Linked DNA regions of Mus musculus: all the other regions are linked to region 1. The links are chromatin contacts, called in public promoter capture Hi-C maps. All regions are on one chromosome and are shown on one strand. Each heading gives the region's core, a stretch centred on a gene start, on an enhancer-like site or on the middle of the called end of the contact. The rest is flanking DNA. Distances are from core to core; before and after follow the strand shown. Region 1 holds the start of 4930542N06Rik (a long non-coding RNA gene). Region 2 holds the start of Dspp (dentin sialophosphoprotein). Region 3 holds the start of Barhl2 (BarH like homeobox 2).

Region 1 (3,721 bases), core at 668-3,167:
TACCGCCAGAAAGAGTGAGGCATTGCAGAAAATTAGATCATTTTATTTTGGCTTCTCTAATCTACAGCTTGTCTGAAGAGCCGAGAAGATGAACCACCATTTTAAGATGACGTCCAGAGCAGATAAGCAAGAGGAAGACACCAAATATGTTCTTTAAGGGCCAAGATGATGCTGATGTGCCAGGTTTCAGATTTGAGAGCAGCTGAGGCCATGATGCACCTGGAGCCTAAAGCAAAAACGGAAAAACCTGAATGACAGCCCAGGAGTTTCCAGAGCAGTACAAAGTCCTCTATCTGGCTCCTACAACTGTCGTAATAAGAACTGCCATCATTTGCTGATGAAAATTAGGAATGTATTAACAGCAATCACATTTAACAGCTACATCTGTGGGGTTTGCCAGACGTAACACATTTTGAATGAACTTGATCTCCGTTGCTTCCTATTGATAGGTTGAGCTACAAACAAGGAAGCCGATTTTAATATGCATCCCCATTGAATTTAAACTGACCACCAAGCTTATAATCTCTGGCTGTAGAGACGAGGACACAAAGGGTTAAGTAACTTCCCCAAAGTCACACAAGCAGCCATGTTGTTGTGACAGAAAACATTATTAGGGTCTTGGAGGAGGAAATGTCCCTTCTCAAACATTAAGCCAAGAAAAAAATCAGAAACGTCCAGCTTATAATGTTAGAATACTCTGATTCTATTACAGCACTTACTTTTCCCCCTCAAACTGATACTTAAAAAACTCTTTGTCTGGGGGCTGGAGAGATGGTTCAGTGGTTAAGAACACTGCTTTTCCAGAGGTCCTGAGTTCAATTCCCAACAACCACGTGGTGGCTCAAAATCATCTCTAACAGGATTGGATGCCCTCTTCTGGTGTGTCTGAAGACAGCTACAGTATGCTCACATAAAAATACAAATCTTAACAAGAAAATAAAAAAACAAACACCTCTTTGTCCAGGTGGTAAGCAGTTTGAGGGCCATACTTACATCTAGAATTACAAATGTGTACACAAGGTCATACACACAATTTAATGACAATATGTTGTATGTTCAAATGAAAGAATTAAAAAAAAAAGATGTGTGTGTGTGCAGTGTGTGTGCCACGTATGTGGGTGCACGTGTGCGGGGGAGCACATATATGTAGGTGCACATGTGTGTGGGAGCACATATATGTAGGTGCATATATGTGTGGATGCCTTTGGAGGCCAGAAGAGGGTGTCAGAACGTTTGGAGCTGGAGTTGTCGGCAGCTGTGAACAGAATTCTGGTCTTCTGCAAGAACAGTCTGTGCTCTTAGCTGTGGAGCCGTTAGTCCTCACAGTGTTTTCAATGTTTGCTTCAGACTCAATGCAACTGCCACTCAGAGTGAATTGGACAAGGACCGGGTATAGCAGTGACTTCCAGGGCAGTTCGGGCTGGAGTTCTGATATGACTGGTCGCTACTGGATACAGCGCAGTCTTCCACACCTTCGTAGTGTGTGGAGGTATTGGGTGCCCAACTGATCAGGTGACTCAAATGCTGTCTTCTTTTACTCCTCTGGGAGTGTTTTGTTACCTAGGGATGGGAACACCATAGCAACTAAGAGATACAAATCTTGCTGAATTGAATCCTTGTGCTAGAAATAACCTGGACAAAGACTGAGCTTAAAACAGAACAGGGAGGGTGTGGGGGAGTTAAAGATTCGAGGAGGAGGATAGAACTATTAAATAGCCCAGAGTTCTGAATTTGGATTAAATTTTTGCTTAACTTGCAAGGCACACTGTTACTCTTCAAATACAGGGCCATTAACAGGAGAAGAATGTGGATGGGGGACAGGTGACCATCCTCAATGAAATACTATTATGTGTACTCCCTCTATCTTGTCACCTCACGCTGAAGATAAAGACACTGGAAAGAAAAAGATGGTATTGGAGGCCCAGAAGCTGCTTAGTTTCTCCTCCTTCCCAGGGGCCCTACAACCTTTCCAGTCACTCGACTTAAAGAGCGTTAAAGGGACTTCACTAAGGCAGGCTCTGCGCGGCACACCCCACCCTTCCTGGTAGAGTAAGTTGTGTCAATAACAAGTTTCTCAGGGGTGCACACGTGAGAAGGCAGGGGTCTTCTGCTGGGGTGGAGCGCCTGGGGAACGGCCATAAGGCCCGGCTCCTGGGTTTCTGGAATGCAGCCCCAGCTCCTGGCGAGGCGTGTGGCTGCCATGCACCGCGGATGCCAGGCTGGGCGAGTGCATCCGGGCGGCCGCATGGCGTTGGCTCCGGGAGGTGGCAGCTGCGCTTTGTGTGCAGCAGGAGGGTGAGTCACCGGCCCCCGCGGTTCGTCCCAAGGCCGGGTGGACTCTCGGGCCGGGTGGCGGAGCGATCCGGGTAAGGGCGGCTCGGAGGCGGCGCTGCGCGTCCCCGGCTCCCGCCTGCGCAGCCTGCGCAGCCCGCGCGCTCCGCTCCTCCTCCGCGCGCGAACTTAGTCAGCGGTTCGCGCCGCCGCGCGCCCATTGGCCGGCCGCGCGCGCCGCGTCACAATGGAGCGGCTCCGGGGCGGCGAGCCGGGCAGCGCCGGGGCTTCCCGCTGAGCCGCAGCCGCCGGAGTGCGGGCGCCGGCCGCTCGGCTCGCCCCGGCCGGCCGGGCAGCGCGGGCCTGGGGGCTCCGACACGAAGGTAGGCGGGGACGGCGGGGGAAGGGGGAGCGCAGCAGCAGGTGGGGGCGGCAGGGCAGGTGCTGTTACCTGGCGGCGCCTCACCTGGGTCTCCCGCTGCGGGCAGGTGGCACAGTCACCTGCTAAGCCGCGGTCGCCCGGCTCCCACGCCCCCGGGGGAAGGAGGGCGCGGTCCCTTGCGGGCACCTCTCCTGGATGTTGGGGTCAGATGGGGCGAGAGGAGGGGGCGGCCGCGCCCAGGCGGTGCCTTCGTTGTCCCTACGGCTGAACACGCACCTGTGTATCCACCACCCCCCTCCCCGCCCCCGAAGGGAAAGGCCCTCCCTCTCCACCCTGGTCTCCCCTTAAGTGAAGGCGCTCGCTCGAGGGGGTCCACACCAGGTCCCCGCCGTTTGCCCCCTGCCCTGGAGCCTCCTGTCGACATTTTATGCTCTGGGGTATTTACTGGCCTACAGCTGTGATTTTAGCGTTTGAGCTGGAAGGGGTCAACTGATTTCCATTTAAAGACTCGGTGGTTCCTCCTCCTAGGTTGCAGGTGCTGACAGGTCAGAAGGAAGAGGCTCGGTAATCCGTGTCCTCAACTGACTTCCCAAAGTCCGTAGGTTGCTTATAGTCATGTGTTTGTGGAAGACTTTGATGTGTGGTTAGAAAAACTACCACTAGGATCCCTTTGCACCCCCACCCCAGAGGACAAACCTAAATTTAAAAGTCAATACCAGCGTATGGACTTCTTGAATACATTCTGGTCTTGTCTGAGAACTTAACAGGAAAAAACAAAACAAAACAAAACAAAAACAACTGCTATATAAAAATAAGAGAGAACGTTTAAAATATCGTAAATGTGAAACCAATTTAGATAATTTGTTCAGTGTCCGTTAAGAAATTAGAGACTGAGAGTGTAGCCCCAACAGGCTTAGCAAAGGCAAGGTTGGGGCTTCAGTGCCCTCCAAAGTACTACTACTGTTGCATATGACAATGATAATAGTAACAATAACTGCTTTCCAGGACATCTGTGTTTTTTGCCTAAATGTATGACTGAAGTATATATGGGAGAGTGTACTACAGTGT
Region 2 (3,721 bases), core at 442-2,941, 1.2 Mb before region 1:
AAATTTGCTATGTAATGCTTTTATTTTTATTCAATTTGATACATTTTGAGATTTTCTTTTAGTGAATTCTTTTCCCATTGGTAACGTAGAAGACCACTACTTAATTGAGTTAGCTTAGGCTCAACAAACAGACTTTATACAACTTAACTTCCTTCACATTTATGAAAAATTAATCAGTATCGGCACTGAAAAGGCAGAAACAGGTAGAACTCCATGAGTTTCAGGCCAGCCTGATCTACATAGTGAATTCTAGGACAAGCAGGGCTAGGTAGAGATACCCTATCTCAAAAAACCAAAACCCAAAAACATTACGTTTAAGCAGATTTAGTTTTGACCCTAAATGTTTGTCTTAGTGAAGGTCCCAAATGCTCTTAGCAAATGTTTCTTTGTGTAGTTGGAGAGTGTTGTGTGCTAATACAGCTATCAAGCACTTCTGTTTAGACACCGAAGATCTTCTTAACTCTCCATCAGGTCTGGAGAGCTGTTCAAATCTGCTATTACAACCAAGTTAGGAAGAGGAAGGCAATTCCTGAGGAAAGTGGCATTCTTAAATATGATTGGCCCTTTAAGATGCTCAAAGAACCAAGAACCATGCAGTGTAAATAATAGCAAAGTGTTTACTATGGAAGTGCAGCTTCGAGGAAACTCCCTTCCTATCACTGGAACCTGTCCAATCCCTACCTACATGAATATGTTGTTTAATTCTCTCAGTATAAAGCTCTGAAGATGCTGTTGCTGGATAGTGATTTAATATTTCTGATCATATGTGTTTGACATCTTTCAGTAGTGTGACATAAAAACATGGACACATCCCTAAGCTGGTACACAGAGACTCCAATTGCCTAGTGTGGAGCTCATAAGCTAGAGAAATGGCTCAGGGATCATCTTGTATATCCAGGGCTCGAGAGAATGATGGGTTCAGGCAAGTACTTTTTCCTTTCTGGAAGCACAGCCTGTTTTCCTATTCTGTACTCTATAGTTTACACATATAGTGGAGCAAAGAATGAAAGCTGTGTCTGTGGTGTGTGTGTGTGTGCACTCTGTACTTACGCATAGATACCTTACACCATGTTTCACCTTTGGAACAGCTATTTTTAAATTTAGTTTGTATTAAATTAATAGATTATAAAGAAAAACCCAAAACCTTTATGTCAGTGTTTAGATTAAATCAGAAAGGTTTCCTGAAGTTACTGTTTATAAATTCTTTTAAAGATCCCTTAGGCAGTGTCAAGACTGTTGCATGCGGACAGCCGCTTGAATTATAGCGCACCAACTTTAATATGTACCTCAGGAATGATAGGGGTCTTAAATAGCCAGTCGTATTTACTAGAGAAACCTAGAGTTTTCTTAGATTGCCGACCTAAGCAAGAGGAGAAATGCAGGGTGACAGAGTCTAAGTGGCTCTTTTCAGATATATCACACTGATTATCTATATTTAAGACACAAAACAGTCTTCCAGGAGCTATTTAATTAAGTGAAAGTAAGTCTAGTCCTTTTGGAACCAAAGGTCTCAGTGAGCCAACGTACCGGCGAGCGAGGGAGTGGGGCGTTATTACAGCCTCATAGGCACACTGACTCTTTAAACCCCCACATCAGGGATCCTAAGCAGTGATTGGTTGAGAAAATTATCAAACTGAATTTAAATTTCAGCAGGTACAAAATTGTCACGCAAAAAGCCCAGGACAGTGTGCCACTCTCAGCCTGGAAAGAGAGATAAGGAAATCTGGATTTTCAAAGTCCCCTCGGAGGCTTTGAAGGTAAGATGGACTCCCTCCTGCCAGGAGCCAACTGTCTCCTGTTGAGAGAATCTCCAGCTGCAGAGATGAGGGTGACTTGGGATAAAGTTTTTAACTCTTCAGGTCTACACTATATATTAAAGATAATGTGTGATTCAGGAAGGGGTGCTAAGCCATCTGATGAGACCATCTGATAAGACGACGAATCACTGGGGAGCAGAACTGATTTTGCCCCAGTATATTGTTGAGACTTTATCTCCTATAGGAAAAACCTAAGATGAAACAAACATTCTAATTGTATTAATTAAAAAAAAACAGTACCTGAAGGGTTTTATGTATAGTTCTCTATAGCTCTATTTTTGTTATTTTCATTCAGGAAAATACTTTTAAGAGCTATAAACCTAGTCAAAGGTGTTTTACAGCCTTGTCCTTGGAATGTTGGGAGTGTTGGGATTTAACAAATGAGAATCACACACTGTCTTCCTCTTCGAGACAGAGACATGGATGATGCAGTGTCCAAACACCAGCTCTTCCTGAGAGATAAGCTGGGTTTGGGGGTTTGATTTAATCATGGCTCTTCATGATTTCAAGGTCTGCCTAGTGTTTATGATTAAAGCTCTATGGCGAAAAGAATTGTGGTTCCTCCCAGGGCTCAGTATCTGCCTGATATTAATCTTCCGATGTTCACTGACTGGACCTAATAAATAAATCTCCATTTAAACTTAGTATCTTGACTCAGAGTCAACTTAGGATCTGGGAGCGTAATTTTCTGGCATGTGATGTGAAGTTTCTAAAAGTAGACGCTCAAACAGTTTTATGTAGAAAACACACAGATCTGTCAAGCTGATTTTTCAGCTCCAAATTTCATGATAATAGGTTTAGGAAAACAAAGACATATTGCCTCAAGTTGGCAAAAATTGAGGTGGAAATTTGAATGTGGTCACTTTGAATGGTTTTGATTTAAGAAAAAATAGATAACTTGTATTGTAAATATCTTTAAAATATTTTTATTCATTCCCTGAGAAATTTGTGTGGTATGTTCTGATTGCTCTCCCCAGATCTGCCTTTGTTCTTTACTCACACAACTTTGTGCTCTTTTTGTAAAGAAACAAAACAAGAGCCATGCACACCAGTTTGTGCTCCTCAAATGTACTCAGCTGTGTGGCCATCTGCTGGGTTCTGGTTGCCTTACCAGGGGCTACATTCTTGGAGAACACTGCCTTTCCTTTTTTCCCACCACCTATTGTTAATTGTTCTTCATGTCCAGCTTTCCTCTCCTTGCTGGGATTTGGTCTGACTTGGGCTTGCACGGTCGGGTGCAGGCTGTCAGAAGCGCTGTGAAGATAGCTCGGGTAGTTTAAGTCTACCTCAGGCATTCCAACAAGGCCCTCACAATGAGGCTTTGCGTTTCCTGGTCTTCTTAGTGAGTGATATATTCATTCTAACTGGCTATTCATACATTTCATCTAGTGTGGGGCAATAAATGGGACAATTTAAAGGAGCCTCAATTCTAATGACTGGTTATTTCCACCAGGGTCTTTGATATGGTTGACCTGCCTTGCCAACAGGTGCAAGTATCATATATGTCAGTGCTGGAGTGGAAATGTGGTGTGTGTGTGTGTGTGTGTGTGTGTGTGTGTGTGTGTGTGTGTGTGTGTGTAAGGAGGGATGGAAGGTGGATGGTGGGAGACAGGAAGTCTCAGATGGTCAGATTTCAGTTTAGAAATTATATGTGTGTGTGTGTGTGTCTGTCTGTCTGTCTGGACTTTATTGCAGGTACCTTTCCAGGACCAGGGATCCCCAGTTCACACTCGGTTTAGAGTTGCCAAGCTCAAGTATAAGCTTGGCTTGGTAGACAGATGGCCTTCACCTCAACTCCTGGCCCTGGGGCTTTGTCTCAAGGCACCTCATTTTAGTTTGTAGAATAATTGAAGGGACCCCAGCTTTTCTTAGCTTTCTCTTGACAGCTATAAGGAAGGGTGAAG
Region 3 (3,721 bases), core at 503-3,002, 1.0 Mb after region 1:
GATTGCAATCCTTACCAGAGAAAAATTAAGCATTAATAATAATAATAATAATAATAATAATACCACTAAAGATGGGGGAAATCTCCCTGGTGTTTTAAAATCTTTTGCAATGCAAAGACAAGAACAGTTACTTATGAAATTGAAATTGCCCAAGACGAAAATAGGGTATTAAAAGATAAATTTCCATTGTTGTCTTGATTTTACAAAAACAAATTCCATAAAATTTAGTTTTCACAAATATTTGTTATTGGAAAGGGCCAGAAGAGGGGTATCGGTGAGAAGGGTGTTCTTAAAAAACAGGCTATGATTTGTTTTCTGTATTAATCATCAATTAGTAAAAATGAATTGCTCCTGTAATAATGTTGGAAATTTTTCTAACATTAAATCAGACAATTCCTGTGACGGCATTTAGAAAACATGGAGGGGGCATTTGGAAAATACTGGGGTGGTATTGCATTCAAAAATAAACATCAAGTTGTGATCACAGACCTAGACAACCACAACTGGCTACCAGCTTCTCTCCACCCCTTCCCACTCCCATTCCCAAGGTCTCAGCTAAAAGAAGAAAAAAAAAAAATCCCAAGTAAGCCTCTGTTTTCAACGAAAAGTGTCTCCCATCCTATCTCTTCAGTTACCACCTTCCTCCAGCACATTTAAAATTAAGTAAAACAAAGAACGGAGCCGGATGGCCGCAAAGGTTGTGGGGCAGAAATGTAACCAACAGAACTTAAGGTGCGTCGCTAAATCGCACGCCTAGGCCCCTCTCCTTCGGCGGTCACTCAAGTGACCCGGGCAGCTCCGGCGCAACTCACCGTGGCATTTGATGTCGCTCTGGGGGTCTTCTCTCTTGTCCAGCTTGGTTTTGCCGTCCTCCTGCTCAAGCTTTGGCCTGAAGCTCTCGTGTGCCGCGTTGCTCTCCTGCTTCGGGGTGTGATGAGGAGAAGAAACGCTGGTGCTGTAGGGTGCACAAGCCGCCAGGGGTTTGCTGTCTCCCAAGATGTCCTTAATTAAAAAGGAAGAGGTGGAAGTCCTGGGGGCCGCGGCGGCCGAGCCCAGCTGCTGGGCTGCTGACTGCGGCTGCGGCGGCGGTTGCTGTTGGGGCGAAGGCTGCAAACTTTGCGCGGGGACCGCGGATGGTGGCGGCGGCTGTTGGCTGTGGTGGAGGTGATGGTGATGCTGGGGTCCGTCTGTCACAAGATGCGGCTCCGGGGGTTCCAGGGTGACCGAGATCGGTGAAGAGGGCGCCGTTCCCACGGTATCAATCTCCGAACAGGGTGACGGGGTGGCCTGGCTCCTAAAATCCGTTGTCCTCGCTTCACCGAGCGATCGGAAATCCCCGTTCATCATGCCGGGGCTCCCGGAACCGGCACCGGACAAAATAGTGTCTATTCCAAAACTCGACCCGCTGGCCCCTTCCATTGCTGTCATTTCTACATGAGGTCCACGCTACTCCGCGGATCAGCCGCCGCCGGGACCAAGCAAGGGAAACTACCGATCGTAAAACAAAATAGACACTAAAAAGCGTTGACACTGCTTTAAAAAAAAAAAAAAGTGGGGAGGGAATGAAGGATAATGGGAGGTGACAATTGGTGGGCACTTTCGACTCAACTTTTCCCCCTTATACAAAAAGTAAAGAGAAAAAAATTTGAGGGGAAAGCCCCCAAATGCCACAAGCGGGAAGGTGTGCTCCGCTCCGCTGGACCACCGCGCACGTGGGCGGTGGCAGCGGAGAGCAGCACCGAGACTAAGATGCTGGCCGCTGGAGCAACCCCGCCGCCGCCACCTGCACCGCCACCGCCGCCGCCTGGGTCTGCCCACTGCCCGATCCCGGGCGGCGGCGGCGGCGGCCGGAGCAGGTGCAGCGACCGCTAAGGCCGGGCGGTCCCGGAGGTGACCGCCGTGCGTGACCCGGCAGTCCCGGAGCCGAGTTTCTGAACTTTGTTGGAAAGTTGCGGAGCGAACGCGGCCGCCGCCGCCCCGGGAGGAGGAGAAGCAGCGAAGGAGCAAGCGCGGGCGCAGGAGACCGCGGACAGGCGGCGCCCGGCGACTCCCGCCGCTGCCCCGCGCGTTGGCTTGTCATCCGCGGGCTCGCGGGCGGCGCCGACCCCCTCCCGTGACGTCACGGCCCCCGCCGCCGCTCCCCGCCCGCGCCCCCGCCGCCCGGGCCCCGCGCCCCATTGGCCGCTGCGCGCCAGCCAGCGACGCCGGCGTGCCGGGAGCCAATGGGCGCGCTCCTGGCCAGCCCGTCAGCAGCGCGCCTCGAACCCCGCTGCTCTTTTGAGAACCGAACCTCGGTGCGCCCGCAGCCCTGAGCCCAACGCCTACTCCAGGGGTCCAAGTGGTACCCACTGTAACGAGTACCCGGCCAGGGAGATGGGGAGAGACCAGAAGGGCACTGGAGAAGGGAGCCCCCGGGCGGGAAGCGGGGAAGCAGTACGGATCGTTAGATGTGCCCGTGCTAAGTCAGATTGGAGGGTGAGTGGAGAGGCCGCGAAGGGCAAAAGGATCCTGCGGCTCCCGGTGGCCTGCAGCGCAGCCCCGCTCGCACGGTTCCCAAGCACGCTTGAGCAGAGCGGAAACACGAGGAGCAGGGGATAGAGGTGCTGAGGGACCCCACGGGGAAGTGTGTGACACCAGAGCCAGAGCTCCGCGTGGGCCTGCAACGTCTGAGCTCTACTCTCCCCACAGGAGCCGGTGCGCTCCAGCTCGGTCCAACCGGGTAGCAGATCCAGGAGAGGCACTGAGCTGGGGGGCTACATCTTTGACCCCCCTGTCGGGAAGGATCGGGCCTTTGGCTCCAAATCCCGCTTTGTCTCCAGTCAGAGCCTGTGCTGGAAGAAATGCCGGGCCAAGCACTTTCTCCCGAACCGGGAAAAACCCCGGGCGAGGCGTTCTCCAGCGGCGCGGGCAGCTGTGGTTCCCTGCGGCATCAGGCTGCTGTGGGGCCGCGGGAACTGGGTGGCTGGTCCGCAGCCTGAGCTCCCGCAGCTCCTCCCTCCAATGCTTCCATCCCCTCCCCACTGTGGCAGGCCTTGGTTTTGGAAAGGAAACAGTCACCGCCGATCCATTTGGGACCTGGAACGCGACTGTGACGCCGCCTTGTCGGAGGGTATCAACTTGCATTCTTTCTTCAGGACGTCTCCAACCTGTCTCTTGTTGAATGTCAGAGTAATGGGAAGCGCCAGTGACAAGCCGGCGTATTACTCCTGATTAAGTGCCGTGTCAACCTAATTAGCAGAGTAATTATAAGGTGCTAATGAATGATTCAAAGTTCTTTGAGTTACATTTTACTCCAAATTACCATTTTTAAGAACCTTATGAATCTGCGTGGTTGGCATCGTTTCCGTGACCGTATAGAATGATGTCAGTAAAGGACAGGGTTTAGTGGCGATTATGGACGTCGCCTTGCTTTTCTTTTCTTTTCTTTTCTTTTCTTTTCTTTTCTTTTCTTTTCTTTTCTTTTCTTTTCTTGTCTGGTTGAGGACCCTCTTGAGAGGTATCCCGGAGGCATATGACCTCCTGAGATCTTCCTTCCTCCGGGGTGAGTCCCAGATCTGGAAGATGGTGGTGATTCATCCTAAGGACATCTAGATCTTTGGTCCGGGTTGGGGTGGGGGTGTCTCCCGCGTTATTTCAAGAGTGTGTTGAGCTGTTTCCTACCGTCATGGTGTCACTTATCGTCCCCCTGTCTCTGAAAAGGTACTGAGGCTACCAAGACCAT

What was found. Promoter capture Hi-C pulls out the DNA fragments that hold promoters and counts their contacts.
Region 2: a contact with region 1 is called in a promoter capture Hi-C map of hippocampal neurons, with 4 times the contacts expected there. The contact joins the promoter of Dspp here to the promoter of 4930542N06Rik in region 1. A contact is called at or near these places in 1 of 39 promoter capture datasets (hippocampal neurons), 1 of 115 datasets of contacts at active chromatin or transcription factors (embryonic stem cells) and 1 of 9 other capture datasets (embryonic stem cells).
Region 3: a promoter capture Hi-C map of pre-B cells shows a contact between it and region 1, with 2.5 times the contacts expected there. The contact joins the promoter of Barhl2 here to the promoter of 4930542N06Rik in region 1. A contact is called at or near these places in 1 of 39 promoter capture datasets (pre-B cells), 1 of 484 Hi-C or Micro-C datasets (embryonic fibroblasts) and 2 of 115 datasets of contacts at active chromatin or transcription factors (embryonic forebrain and embryonic stem cells).

What each region holds. Positions count from the first base shown.
Region 1 is chr5:105,413,259-105,416,979 of GRCm38.p6, forward strand. 4930542N06Rik (a long non-coding RNA gene) reads right to left here and starts at 1,918. Exons shown (of 2, transcript XR_389449.3): 1 at 994-1,918; 2 at 28-226. It overlaps Lrrc8b (leucine rich repeat containing 8 family, member B), which reads left to right and starts at 2,517. Exons shown (of 5, transcript NM_001033550.3): 1 at 2,517-2,654. It overlaps Gm32051 (a long non-coding RNA gene), which reads left to right. Exons shown (of 2, transcript XR_389452.2): 2 at 1-664.
Region 2 is chr5:104,169,012-104,172,732 of GRCm38.p6, forward strand. Dspp (dentin sialophosphoprotein) reads left to right here and starts at 1,692. Exons shown (of 5, transcript NM_010080.3): 1 at 1,692-1,757.
Region 3 is chr5:106,456,414-106,460,134 of GRCm38.p6, forward strand. Barhl2 (BarH like homeobox 2) reads right to left here and starts at 1,753. Exons shown (of 3, transcript NM_001005477.1): 1 at 813-1,753. The coding sequence starts at 1,428. Gm33151 (a long non-coding RNA gene) reads left to right here and starts at 2,179. Exons shown (of 2, transcript XR_389476.3): 1 at 2,179-2,475; 2 at 3,030-3,326.